3 separate regions of the Pan troglodytes genome follow, and regions 1 and 3 are each linked to region 2. A link is a contact called in public Hi-C and HiChIP or PLAC-seq data. All regions are on one chromosome and are shown on one strand. Each heading gives the region's core, a stretch centred on a gene start, on an enhancer-like site or on the middle of the called end of the contact. The rest is flanking DNA. Distances are from core to core; before and after follow the strand shown. Region 1 holds the start of U2SURP (U2 snRNP associated SURP domain containing). Region 2 overlaps PCOLCE2 (procollagen C-endopeptidase enhancer 2). Region 3 holds the start of PLS1 (plastin 1).

What was found. Hi-C and Micro-C count contacts between places; a contact is called where the count stands out from the background. HiChIP or PLAC-seq counts read pairs in DNA pulled down with a chosen protein or histone mark.
Region 1: an H3K4me3 HiChIP or PLAC-seq map of stem cell-derived excitatory neurons shows a contact between it and region 2, with 5 times the contacts expected there. The contact joins the promoter of U2SURP here to the enhancer-like site in region 2. A contact is called at or near these places in 4 of 7 Hi-C or Micro-C datasets (induced pluripotent stem cells, a lymphoblastoid cell line and stem cell-derived neural progenitor cells), 1 of 1 datasets of contacts at active chromatin or transcription factors (stem cell-derived excitatory neurons) and 1 of 1 other capture datasets (stem cell-derived neural stem cells).
Region 3: a contact with region 2 is called in a Hi-C map of induced pluripotent stem cells, with 2.2 times the contacts expected there. The contact joins the promoter of PLS1 here to the enhancer-like site in region 2. A contact is called at or near these places in 2 of 7 Hi-C or Micro-C datasets (induced pluripotent stem cells and stem cell-derived neural progenitor cells) and 1 of 1 datasets of contacts at active chromatin or transcription factors (stem cell-derived excitatory neurons).

The regions. Positions count from the first base shown.
Region 1 is chr2:146,208,263-146,212,027 of NHGRI_mPanTro3-v2.0_pri, reverse strand. U2SURP (U2 snRNP associated SURP domain containing) reads right to left here and starts at 1,501. Exons shown (of 27, transcript XM_063807232.1): 1 at 979-1,501. The coding sequence starts at 1,023.
Region 2 is chr2:146,035,339-146,039,551 of NHGRI_mPanTro3-v2.0_pri, reverse strand. PCOLCE2 (procollagen C-endopeptidase enhancer 2) reads left to right here. Exons shown (of 9, transcript XM_516795.8): 6 at 854-1,008. It also overlaps the pseudogene LOC107970427. Among named protein-coding and RNA genes, the nearest start is that of PCOLCE2, 61 kb to the left of the region's middle. Within about 2 kb of position 1,596, at least 9 of the 24 cell types and tissues checked have an H3K27ac peak or open chromatin away from gene starts, as enhancers often do. A contact at or near this core is called in induced pluripotent stem cells and stem cell-derived excitatory neurons, where this site is marked.
Region 3 is chr2:145,787,571-145,791,397 of NHGRI_mPanTro3-v2.0_pri, reverse strand. It overlaps PLS1 (plastin 1), which reads right to left and starts at 2,253. Exons shown (of 16, transcript XM_054681122.2): 1 at 2,019-2,253. It overlaps ATR (ATR serine/threonine kinase), which reads left to right and starts at 1,468. Exons shown (of 48, transcript XR_008547125.2): 1 at 1,468-1,758.

The DNA.
Region 1 (3,765 bases), core at 252-2,751, 170 kb before region 2:
TTACAGTCACACACTCTTTAAGATGTAACAGTCCCTAGCACCTGAAAGTGTTACACACCTTCTTGCATCAGCATCGGAAAGTTTAACTACCTCGTGGCAGTACCAATTACTTTTAATATATTCGAGACCAGAAACCCAAACCAAAAACCGATTAAATGTTCCGCCCAAGATGGCAACTAAGAACCCAACCGTACTAATGCTTAACTACTACCACAGCTCACTGGTTTCACAATACGTGCCCAGGGTTCCCTGTAAACACAAATGCAATTTACTAATCGTATGTAGCTTACAAGTCTACGGAGCTTCTCTTTTCACTGTTTCTTCAACATGAAGAAAGAGACCACGAGTCCTCTACCCTCAAAAGTGCTCTTTACTTCCCGTTAAGGTAAGGACCACGTGTAGAGTGTACATTAACCTTGGCTATGCAGCACTGCAAAGGAAAGCTGCTCCCGCCTCTGCATTTCCCACTCCGCGTCTTTGCCCTAGTGGTCCTCCCCTCACAGCTGGCGACCCTAGAGGTTATTCATTCCTTGGAGGGAAACTGAGGGAGGCCGGAAGTGAGTGAGATCCAAAACCGAGAAAAAAGCTGCAGACATTTAAGCACCGGGAAGCGATTCCCGCCTCTCTCCCAGGCGCTGTCTGGCGGTCTCAGGGCGCAGGAAGCTGAGATACAGGAGAGCGTTTTCACGGCTTCGGACCTCAATCTGAATTCCTGATTTCACTCCAATGCCAAGCGCGGGCCGAAGCACTCACGCCTCCACCCCCTGGGCACGCCAGTCTCGAGCTGAATCCCGGCTGGGACTATGGGGAGATACCAGGCCTCTCAACCTGCGCACCACGGTGCGGCGGCGCCCGGGCCTACCGTCGCGACTAGAATGCAGACCCCAATCCCAATCGCCTCTCACAGGCCAGAAGCGTCTGTGGGCCCCAGACGACAGTGGCAGACCCGCTGACTTACGAAATTTTGTCAGAAATTACCTTTGAACTGGCCTTCTGAGATCCGCCTGGCGTTTTGTCCGCCATCTTGAGCTTTGCCCCTCCTTCGGCGGCGGCAGCAGCACGGGCGAGTCGAGCACCGAAACAGCGGATCTCAGTGAAGCCCGCCAGAGGAGCCTGCGAGGCTGAATAGTCGACTGTCGAGATAGCGACCTTAGGGGCAGCCGCTCACGTGACTTCCGGTGTCAGTAATTTCCTCCGCCGCGCTCACTCCGCTAGTTTTCCTGGGAGTCACGGTGCTTGGTCGCGTTATTGGGTCCGGGAATTCAGAGAATCTCCTTGTCCAGGGCCAGCTGATACTTCACTCTCTTATCCCAACGCCAACCCTTGATAGATGCGAACCAGTCGTATTTCCTTTGTGGGAAAGGAGTCGCTTTTTAAAGACGTGCACTGGCCATCTAGGGAGGAGCTTTTACTTCAACTCAAAATAGGACTGGAGCTGACTGGTGACCTGGCGCTCGGTGGACGGAAACGCTGTTCTTGCCGCTTCGGCAGCTCCCATGCTGGTGGGAGAGGCAAACTTGCAGTCTGCTCATCTTAAGATGGTGAATGTTGAGATAGGGTTGCTCCCGAAAAGCCGAGAAGAGGAGCGTTTGACCCAACCTGAGGGTGATCCGATAGACACTCTTTAGGGCGTCTGCAGAGTGGGTGCGCGTGGAGACAGTCAATAAGAGAAAATCGTAAATACAGACGGTATTCTAAATCTAGCATGCATGTAAAGTTGTGTGACATTTTAAAGATTACATTTTACACTTTAGTATTGTTTTCATTTTTAATCACATAAATGGGGGAACACCATATTAAACTTTTCTGAACTTAGTACTTTTTTAAAAAGTTCTTAATCAGGGCCTAGATTCAAAGACGGAAAGCTTGCTTGAGAAGGCCATGCCTGAATCAGGCCAGGCAAGGAAAGAAAGGACATTCCAGACGGAGGGAGTAATTGAGGTAAAAGCCTGTGGCATGAATCAGTACAGCCGATCGTGCAGGTCACCTAAAGCAGTCGTTTTATTAGACCAGGTGTGGGGAGGGACGTGGTTGGACAGGGGTGCGGGTGCAGGTTCACACAGCGCCCTGAGGTCACCATCGTGCTTAGGAGTTAGAATTCTGTTCTCAGAATGAAGATCGGCCTTTAACAAGGTTGAAATGGTCAGATTTTTATTTTAAAGTATTGCTCTGAGGACTAGGGTGGGAGTGGAGGGCGTTTGTGGACCTCTCCCTAAATCATTTATTCAAAATATTTTTGAGCCCCGTTTTGTGTGTAAAAGCCTGCCCAAAGTGTTGTAGGGCTTACAGAGACAGATAAACATGCACTGTCTTCATATGATTTAAAACTTAATGAGAAATGGAGGAGACAAGGAAACCGCAAACTGACACTATGCATAATTGATGCTGCAAGGAAGGATCAATAGCTGAGGGACCTCTGAAAGAAGTAATTAATTCTGAGAGTAGGAGTGAGGAAAAGAGACGGGGCGGGGCAGGGGGGTGGTCATAGAGAAGAAAGCATTTGAACCAGCTCTGAAGAAGTAGAATTTTGTTGAATGGCGGGGGTGGGGAGCGAGGGAAGCACTTAGAACAGGATCTGACACAAGGCTGGCCCTCAAGAAAGATTAACAGACATAGATGCCAGCCACTAAGGAATCAGCAGGCCAGGCCTCCTATTCTCTGTGAGGGTATGAGGGTAGAAGAACAGACAGTAAACAAGAAATGATCTGAAAGTGACAAGTGCTACACATGAAATTAGAATGACTTGCACCCTCCAACCCAATGGAATTTACTTCTACTGCTGGATTCTGTCATACTTTTTCAGTTCTGGGCCTCTTCCCTCAACCTTGCCCTGCCCTCTCATTGAAGTCTAATCCAACTCTACTCTGGGTAAAGATGTCCCTTCCTCCAGGAAGGCTTACAGTCCTCCCTCCCCACCAATCCTAAATCAGAGACCCTTCTGTTTCCAAGGAACCTATACTTTACCACTTTGAAGAGCTCAGCACGCTAGATCTTAACAGGGTTTTGTTTTGTTTTGTTTTGTTTGTTTTGAGACGTCTCGCTCTGTCGCCTAGGCTGGAGTGCAGTGGCGTGATCTTGGCTCACTGCAAGCTCCGCCTCCTGGGTTCATGCCATTCTCCTGCCACAGCCTCCCAAGTAGCTGGGACTATAGGCGCCCGCCACCACGCCCGGGTAATTTTTTGTATTTTCAGTAGAGACGGGGTTTCACCATGTTAATCAGGATGGTCTCCGTCTCCTGACGTCGTGATCCACCCACCTCGGCCTCCCAAAGTGCTGGGATTACAGGCGTGAGCCACCGCACCCAGCCTAGATCTTAACTGTTTATAGGATTAGAAAGTGAAATCATCAGCTGAGATGAAGAGGAGAAGTGGGACTGGGTATGCCTTGTGGTGTTCTGACAATGCCACAGGCTGATTTTGTCACTAGAAAGTGAATATGTGTAGCTTTTCAGTCAAATCCCCAAAGTCCTACTTATTTTAAGAATAATTTTTACTAAATACTCCTAAAGAGTCAAAAACAAAAGAATGCAGACTTCTTTCCTCTCTTCTTTTTTATATTGTAAGCCCCAAAGCAAGTCAGACAAATGTGATGTGACTAGAAATAATACGGGCCTTTATTAAGGGTTAAGTACGCTTTTAAAAATTCAAAATCATTGCCAGGTACAGTGGCTCAGGCTTGTACTCCTAGCACTTTGGGAGGCCAAGGCGGGCAGATCAAGGCAGGCAGATGGCTTGAACCCATGAGTTTGGGACCAGCCTGGGCAAC
Region 2 (4,213 bases), core at 347-2,846:
AGTAATCCCCTAAGATTTTAGAGAGCTTTTGAGCCTCACTTATCATCTCCACTAAATCTTTAGTGCCAGCTAACCAGGAAGCTCCTAAAATTAGAGCTCTTAATCGATGCCGTTTATGAACACCAAAACAGATTCATCACTTTCTTTTTTTTCCTTTACAGCATTTTGCTAATGGAGATTATAATAGAAATGTTTCCATTTCAGGCATACCGAAGAACTGCCATTGAAAATGAAATGGAAGTCCTTTGCATGGCTTTCTTAGCCCGGAGTGGATAGAAAAGATAATCAGTCCACTGAGATAATCCCTCTGGCTGCATCTTTACAGAGTGTGGGAATTTGTTCACCAGATTTGTCCATTTTATGCTCTGTAGCCAACATGGCAAACCCAGGCCAGCTTGAACGCAAGAGTCTTAGTTCAGAGAATCTGCCTTTTCCCAATCAGGCAGATCATGAGGTGCTTTTTGAAAACCAGCCATGTCCCAACGTCTGCCACAGTCTCTAGAGTTATCTGGTCCTGGGTTCAAGTTCTGACTCTCCCAACATACTAGCTATAGGGCCTTGAGTAAATCACTTGAACTCTCTGAACTTCAGTTGCCTATTCCATAAAAAAAGAGATAAAAATAGGGTTGTTGTGAAGGTGGAATGTGACAATTCACATAAAGCACAGTGCCTAGCTGAGCAAACACTTGGTAAATGTTAGCTATTAGAATTGGTATTTTTAAACGTTTTAACTTTTAAGTTTAAACAACTGGTAATCTATTGTCAGAAGTTAATGGAAAACTAGAAAATTTTACATTTTCAGAGAGGCACCACTTTTAAGTATTTATAAAAAAACACATTTTTCTTTTTTTAGGCCAATTGTATCTGAGAGAAATGAACTTCTTATTCAGTTTTTATCAGACTTAAGTTTAACTGCAGATGGGTTTATTGGTCACTACAAATTCAGGCCAAAAAAACTGCCTACAACTACAGAACAGCCTGTCACCACCACATTCCCTGTAACCACGGGTAAGTTTTCCTGTTTGGAAGTTTGTGCAAAAACTTTAGGAGTATAAGAAGAATTCTTTTAAAGTAGAAAAAAAATAGGAGGAAGATCCTTGAAATTAAAGTTAAATAGGATGAAAGCTTTGGTAAGAGAATAATATGACTGTATTAATGAAAGAAAGGTATAGGGTGTAAGAATGCTTATAAGCTAATAGTTTTTAAATATCAGGTAAGAAAATTATGACCATTGAACAATGACTAGGAAGCCTATTAGAAGCACAGATCATTCTAAGCCTAAGTTTCTGTTTCTGGAACTGACAAACTTGTCGTTTGCTTTTTATTACATAGAATTGTGATATTTTAGGTTGAAGTTCTAGGGCCTTGCCATCTGTGTTTTCATATTCTGCCAATGTTTGTTTTTGGTTTTTGGTTGTTTTTTTTTTTTGCTTCTCAGCGAAATGTCATATAAAATGTTATTTATTTATTTATTTATTTATTTTCAAATCGGAGTAAATTAAACAACAATATTCAACGAAGTACAGAGGCTGGTTGGGAAACTGGCCTGAGGGCTGAGGCATGTATGTAGGGAGTGGAGAGGCAGGGTCTCTGTAGCTAGTACCTGGCCTATCAGCTCCACCCCCTGGGATTTCAGGCCTCAGATCTAAAAATCCAAACCCAGGGAGGAGGGGGAAAAGCGGGAAGGAAAGACTGAAGGTTAAGATGTAAAATAGGCTGAAATAAGCCCAGCTTTATTGCCCACATTTTCCATGTACACCCAGGCTGGGGCTGAGTACAGGCAGGCGCCTCTGGGTCTAACGTTTCCTTGCACTCTGCAAGTGCGCCACTGTGTGGTGTGGACGTGTACTGCCTCATGTAACTGCTGTATTTCTCCAGCTCAGCTCAGTAAGCCTTGGTGTCCATGTTCTTTCCAGTGAATTATCTGGTCACACCCATTGAGCTAGTGGTTCCCTTGCTTTTATCTCCATCCTCAACTTTCTCTGAAATCGCAAGCATGGATTTGTAATTCTCTCCTGGACACAATGTGACTGTAGCTATTTAAATGAAAGCATATACAAACTTGTTTTTATCACACTATTTTCTGCCTCAAACCTAATTCTCCACCTATTTTCCCAAGCACGTCCACAGCATCAGTAGCCTCACTCATAGGGTCATCTTTGATATCCTCTATCTTTTCTCCTGACCTCATGCCCTACCCCGCTCCCACCACACCGAGTAGACCGTGTTGTTCTCCCATTAAATTTATAGTCTACAGCTATGCTATCCAATATGGCAGCCACTGTGAGCACTTAAAATGTGGCTAATGATATTGAGGAACTGAACTTTTAATTTAATTTTAATGAATTTAAAATTGAAAAGCTTCATGTGACTAGTGACTACCAGATTGGACCACATGGGAGCCCAAACCCCTTCCCGTGGTGTGTCAGACCCTTCACACTTTGTCCCCAGCCTCTCTTTCTAGTTTCGTCTTCAGGCCTTGCAAACTCTCTCCTATGCTCTAAGTATTTTTGTGTTTATCCTATGTGTGGGGGAAGCTGTTGATGGGTTTAAGCAAAGTTCAGGATTAGTTTCACATTTTACAAAGATCACTGTGGCCACTGTCAGGTGAATGAATTGTAGAAATCCAGGGGGTCACCAGAGTCTCGTGCTGGTCCAGGTGAACTGTGCTATGGCACAAATTCAGAGAGAGTCAAGAGATGAGAGGGAAACAGTGACAGGCCTTGGTGATTCATTGGACTAGGGAGGTCAGGGAGGTGTCAGGAATGCCTCCCAGGTCCCGGGCTTGCACAGCTAGGGGGATACTGCCACTGTTCACAGAGGTAGAGAACTGGATTCGGAGGTGGATTTATAAATTAGGCTGTCGCCTTGTTGGGTTTGAGGTGTCCGTGAGATTTTCCAGTGGATATGCCATGCGTAGGGGTACACGGGTCCCCAGACTAAAAGAGAGATTTAAGCCAGATTTAAATTTAAGAGTCACCCATCATCCACAACCCGGGCCACAGCGCGCCCCTCCCCAAGGTGGTCTTCCACGATCCGTACTGGTTTAAGAAGCGGACGGAGCTTTTCATTGCTGCCGAGGGCATTCACACGGGCGGGCCAGTTTGTGTATTGCGGCAGGAAGGCCCAGCTCAACATTGGCAGTGTGCTCCCTGTGGGCACCATGCCTGAGGGTATGATCGAGTGCTGCCTGGAGGAGAAACCTGGAGGCCGTAGCAAGCTGTCCTGGGCATCAGGGAACTATGCCACTGCTATCTCCCACAACCCTGAGACCAGAAGACCCGTGTGAAGCTGCCCTCTGGCTCCAAGAAGGTTATCTCCTCAGCCAACAGAGCTGTGGCTGGTGTGGTGGCTGGAGGTGGCCGAACTGACAAACCCATCTTGAAGGCTTGCCAAGCCTACCACAAATATAAGGCAAAGAGGAACTGGTGGCCACGAGTATGGGATGTGGCCATGAACCCTATGGAGCATCCTTTTGGAGGTGGCAACCACCAGCACATCGGCATCCCCTCCGCCATCTCAGAGATGACCCTGCTGGCTGCAAAATGGGTCTCATTGCTGCCCGCCAGACTGGACGTCTCTGGGGAACCAAGACTGTGCAGGAGAAAGAGAACTAGTGCTAAGGGGCTCAATAAAGTTTGTCTTTATGCCAAAAAAAAGTAAGAGTCATCAATATATAGATAGTTGAAACAATGATCAAGAACGAGATGACCTAGGCAGAGATTGAGGGCAGGAGGAGGAGAGGCGCGGAGATTAACCCTCTAGAAACTTCCGTCTTTTTGAAGAGAAGGTTACACTGGCAAAGGTGACTGAAAAGCAGTGGCGAGGGAGGAGGGAGGAGAACTGGGAGGATGTGTGGTGAAAGCCGTGGAAGGGAATGTTACAAAAGGGAGTGGTAAGTGAGTCAAGCGTTGATGAGACTTCCAATAAGGGAGGACTACAATGTTTCCGTTTGGTTTCATGACATGGAGTCTACCGGAGACGCCAGCACAATCTATGTAAGTGGCTTTGTGCCGCCAGCAGAACCCGGACAGTGTGTGCTGAGGGGAGTGTGGAACATGGCAAATTGAGATAATAAGTTCAGTAGCTCATTCCCCAAGTTTGGCCTTAAAGAAGAAGGAGAGGCTTTGAGAGTCTTGAACCTGCTTATGTTGATGGGAGTAACTAGCAAAGAAGAAGGCAATGGCAGACAGAAGGAATAAACTGAGAAGGA
Region 3 (3,827 bases), core at 1,004-3,503, 250 kb after region 2:
TATAAATGAAAAAATGGAAGTATTAAGAGATTAAGTAACTTTACTGAGGTCATATAGTTTCTAGCAGATGGAATGAGAACTTGTGTAGGGCCTGTAACTCCCAATCCCATGTCCTTTTTCCTAAAACATTCAGTGATTCATTCAACAAATGTTTACTGAACACCACCTATGTGCCAGGCACAGTTTTAGGTCCTGGGTATCTGAGAGTGAACAAAATAGACAAGACCTTGCTCTCCAAGAGCTTACACTCTAACTGGAGAGAGACAATAATATAGTATGTCCGGGTGTGGTGGCTCTCACCTCTAATTCTAGTACTTTGGAAGGCTGAGGTGGGAGGAGCGTGTGAGGCCAAGAGTTTGAGACCAGCCTGGGCAACATAGCAAGACCTTGTCTCTACAAAAAATAATTAGCCAGGCGTGGTGGCATGTCTGTAGTCCCAGCTACTCAGGAGGCTGAGGCAGGAGGATCAATTGAGCCCAGGCTGAGGTGAGAGGATCGCTTGAGCCTGGGAGATTGAGGCTGCAGTAAGCTATGATTGCAACATTCATTGCACTAGAACCTGAACAACAGAGTAAGACAATGTATCTAACAAAAAAAAGAGGGTGAGACAGAGTGTGTATATATGTTAGTCTACATGAGGCTCTTCGGTGTTAATTTGGCAAACACCTGAAGGAAAAAGGGCAATGACAGAGTGGTGTTCAAGGCAGAGAGTACAGCAAATGCAAAGTTCTTGAGGCAAGAGCATATTTGGCTGTCATTCCATCACTTTTTTCTTTAAGATACTGTATCGGTTAACTATCCTCATGTACCAAAGAACAAATGTAAACATACTGCATGACTTTGAGTGATTAACTACATAACTTTGACATGTCAACAATCTCTTATGGTGGTCATCTTTCCAATAAATTGAGTTGAGCTAGAAAATGTGTATTGCCAAAATCCATTGATTTACTTTAAAAATTAAATCACAGGTTGTGGATGCCCGTAATGGTGGCATTTCCACACACAGTACTGTTGCTGATTTGATGAGACACAAATATAATCCAACCCCATTTTCAAATATTAAAAGTTGGTAGGGTCCTCAACGAAACCTAACAGTGACTTCAAGTTGAAAAAAAATGCTTAAAAGGAAAAAAACAGGGAGAGCCCACCTTTTGGCCTGTATCTCTCAGAAAGAGGGACAAGAGCGGTGGGAACGTGAGGAACTTTTAAAATGTGAGAGCGTTACTCTGGGGAAACCTGGAGTCTACTCTTGGCCTTTACTCGCTGAACTGTCATAGTTCTCACATTTGTGAAGCGAGTCTGGGCTGGCGGGCCTCAAGCCCTATCCTCCCCCGATGCGGAAGTCTTGCTTCGCTGTGCCTCCCAGGCTTGAGAACAGCAGTGTCTGGCCGCTCAAAACGAAAGCTTCACGAACGTCGCTCGCTCGGTGCTGAGAAAGAAGCCTGACGCGACCCGGGAAACTTGACCGACGCGCGCCCGCCCGCCCGCTTGCCCCGCCCCCTAACGGCTTCCCGGCTTCCCCCGGGTCCTATGCAGAAAAGACGCTGGGCCTGGCAAGCGGGGCCAGTAGCGGCTTCCGGGAGGAGTTTTGGCCTCCACACGGCTCCGTCGGGCGCCGCGCTCTTCCGGCAGCGGTAGCTTTGGAGACGCCGGGAACCCGCGTTGGCGTGGTTGACTAGTGCCTCGCAGCCTCAGCATGGGGGAACATGGCCTGGAGCTGGCTTCCATGATCCCCGCCCTGCGGGAGCTGGGCAGGTAGGGCTAGGCCCAGCCTGGGTCCTGCATCCTCCTCCGCTGATTCCGGCTTGGGTTTCACGTGCTCTCCCCTCCCCTGCTGCGCTATGGCTGGGATCCCCTAAGCCCCCGCTGCGGCCCTTGTGGAGATGCTCCGTGGCTGATTTGGGCGCTTCTCCCTCAGAGTGCCCGTTGATAGGACATGGGGCAGTCGCCACAAACCTGCGGGAAGCCGGTCCGTGGGGGAGAGAGGCGTCTGCCGGCCCTGGTTTACCACTCACCCCGATCGAGAGTTTGCTTCCTGCAGCTGGAGGAAGAGTCCCTGCTGATCGCTTTCTGGTCACTTTTCTACACTCATTTTCTTCTCGAAAATCTTTTTCCTTAGACGAGGGACTTGACCCATCAGTTTCTGTTCTTTGTGATCACTCGTGGAGGAATTGGTTTTTAGCCTTACATTTTGTCCCCAAACTGCCCTTGAAAGAAAATCACCGCTTCTCATTTTCTGCAAGTGACATCACTTGCTGGAAAAGGCAGTTTTTTTCTTTGAAGTGAAGTCATAGTACATATTGAAGATGTAACCTCCCTCGTATTGATCGTCCAGTTCCCGATCCGTTATTTTAGTCAGAAATTGGAGAGATAGACCCCTGGGTCCACAAAATCTCAGCGTGCACAGAGTGTTGCCAAAATTTGGAGACAATTTAATATTTCATTTGCAAATGAATGTTGTCTGTAAACCTCATGAAAACCAGTATCTTACCACAAGGAGGGAGAGGTGTTGATGGCTCTCACACCTCTTCAATACACAGGCAGGCTTCCCTGAACCAGGCCTAAAGACTCGGTAGAGCTTGTTTTGCTTTGTTTGTTTTAATTCTACACTACTGCGAACAAGAAATAAATAAGCTTGTGCTGCTACCGCAGTTAAATTATCATTTGGAATAACTGCTTCCCAATTTCTTAAACTGTTTGAAAACTTTCCACACAAAGTCAAAGCTGACATTAAGCCAATGGGATAGCTACTTCTCTTTCTTTTTGCAGCGCAGTTGTGTTCATTTCCACTGGTTGGCCATCCAAATAATTTAGTCTCAATATATGAATAAAAAGATAAATGAAGGGACCATTCTTGTCGTAACTGCATCACTATTTTTGAGTGTGTGAATTTTTTCCACTTTTTATCTGTGGCAAGTATACTTTGTGTTTAGTTTATAAAATAACTTCTACCTCTCTAAAAGAAGAGGAAGAAAAGTGATCATTGTAGGAAGTTGGTTTACAAATTTCATCTTTCAGGCTCATTGTGAAGCTGAGTATATTTTTGCCACTTTGCTTTAAAGTAGAATTAACTGGTTAATACTTCTCTTCCCTCTTCTGTCTTCCTCCGTGAGTCCTGTTAATAAAAATAATTGGTTCTTGGATTATATATTGTCGGTTTCATCAGTAGAGTTTATGTTACCTTTCATTTATTTGTAGCTATTCCAAGAGAAAGAATAGAAAAACTGACCCACAGAGAGTTGTCTAATAGTTTTTAATTGTCATGGCTTTTTCATTACAACTACTTGAATCAAAAAAGCTAATCAATTTTCATAGTATATCCATGACATAGAATGGAACAAGTGTTACCACTGTTTAAGAAAAAGGGACAGAGAAGTTGAAGAACCAAAGGCACAGCTAGCAGATATCAGAGCTAGGTTTCAGATTCAAGCTTTCAAGGCCTTTTCTTCCAAAATGTTTCCTCTTAATTGACTATGGCAATTAGACTACTGAAATAAAAAGAGATATTAGTGTTCTAATTTATGGGCTGCTCTTCCTCAGTCCCTCAGATAAATTTTGTCCTATTGTTTTTTTGCTATTAGCAGTCTGCTCTGCATAATCTTGCTAAATGACCTTTCCACTCTCCTGCCTTCAACTATAATCTGCTATTTGATGACTCCTAATATGTTTCTCCAAATCATGTCTTCTATAGAATTGTATATTTACTGTATACTGGTAGTTTCACTGAGTGTCCTATGTGTAGTTAAGGTTCAGCATATCCAATACAAATTCCCCACATGTCCTAGCTTTCACAAGCTTTCTTTTTTTAAATTAAAAAAATTATT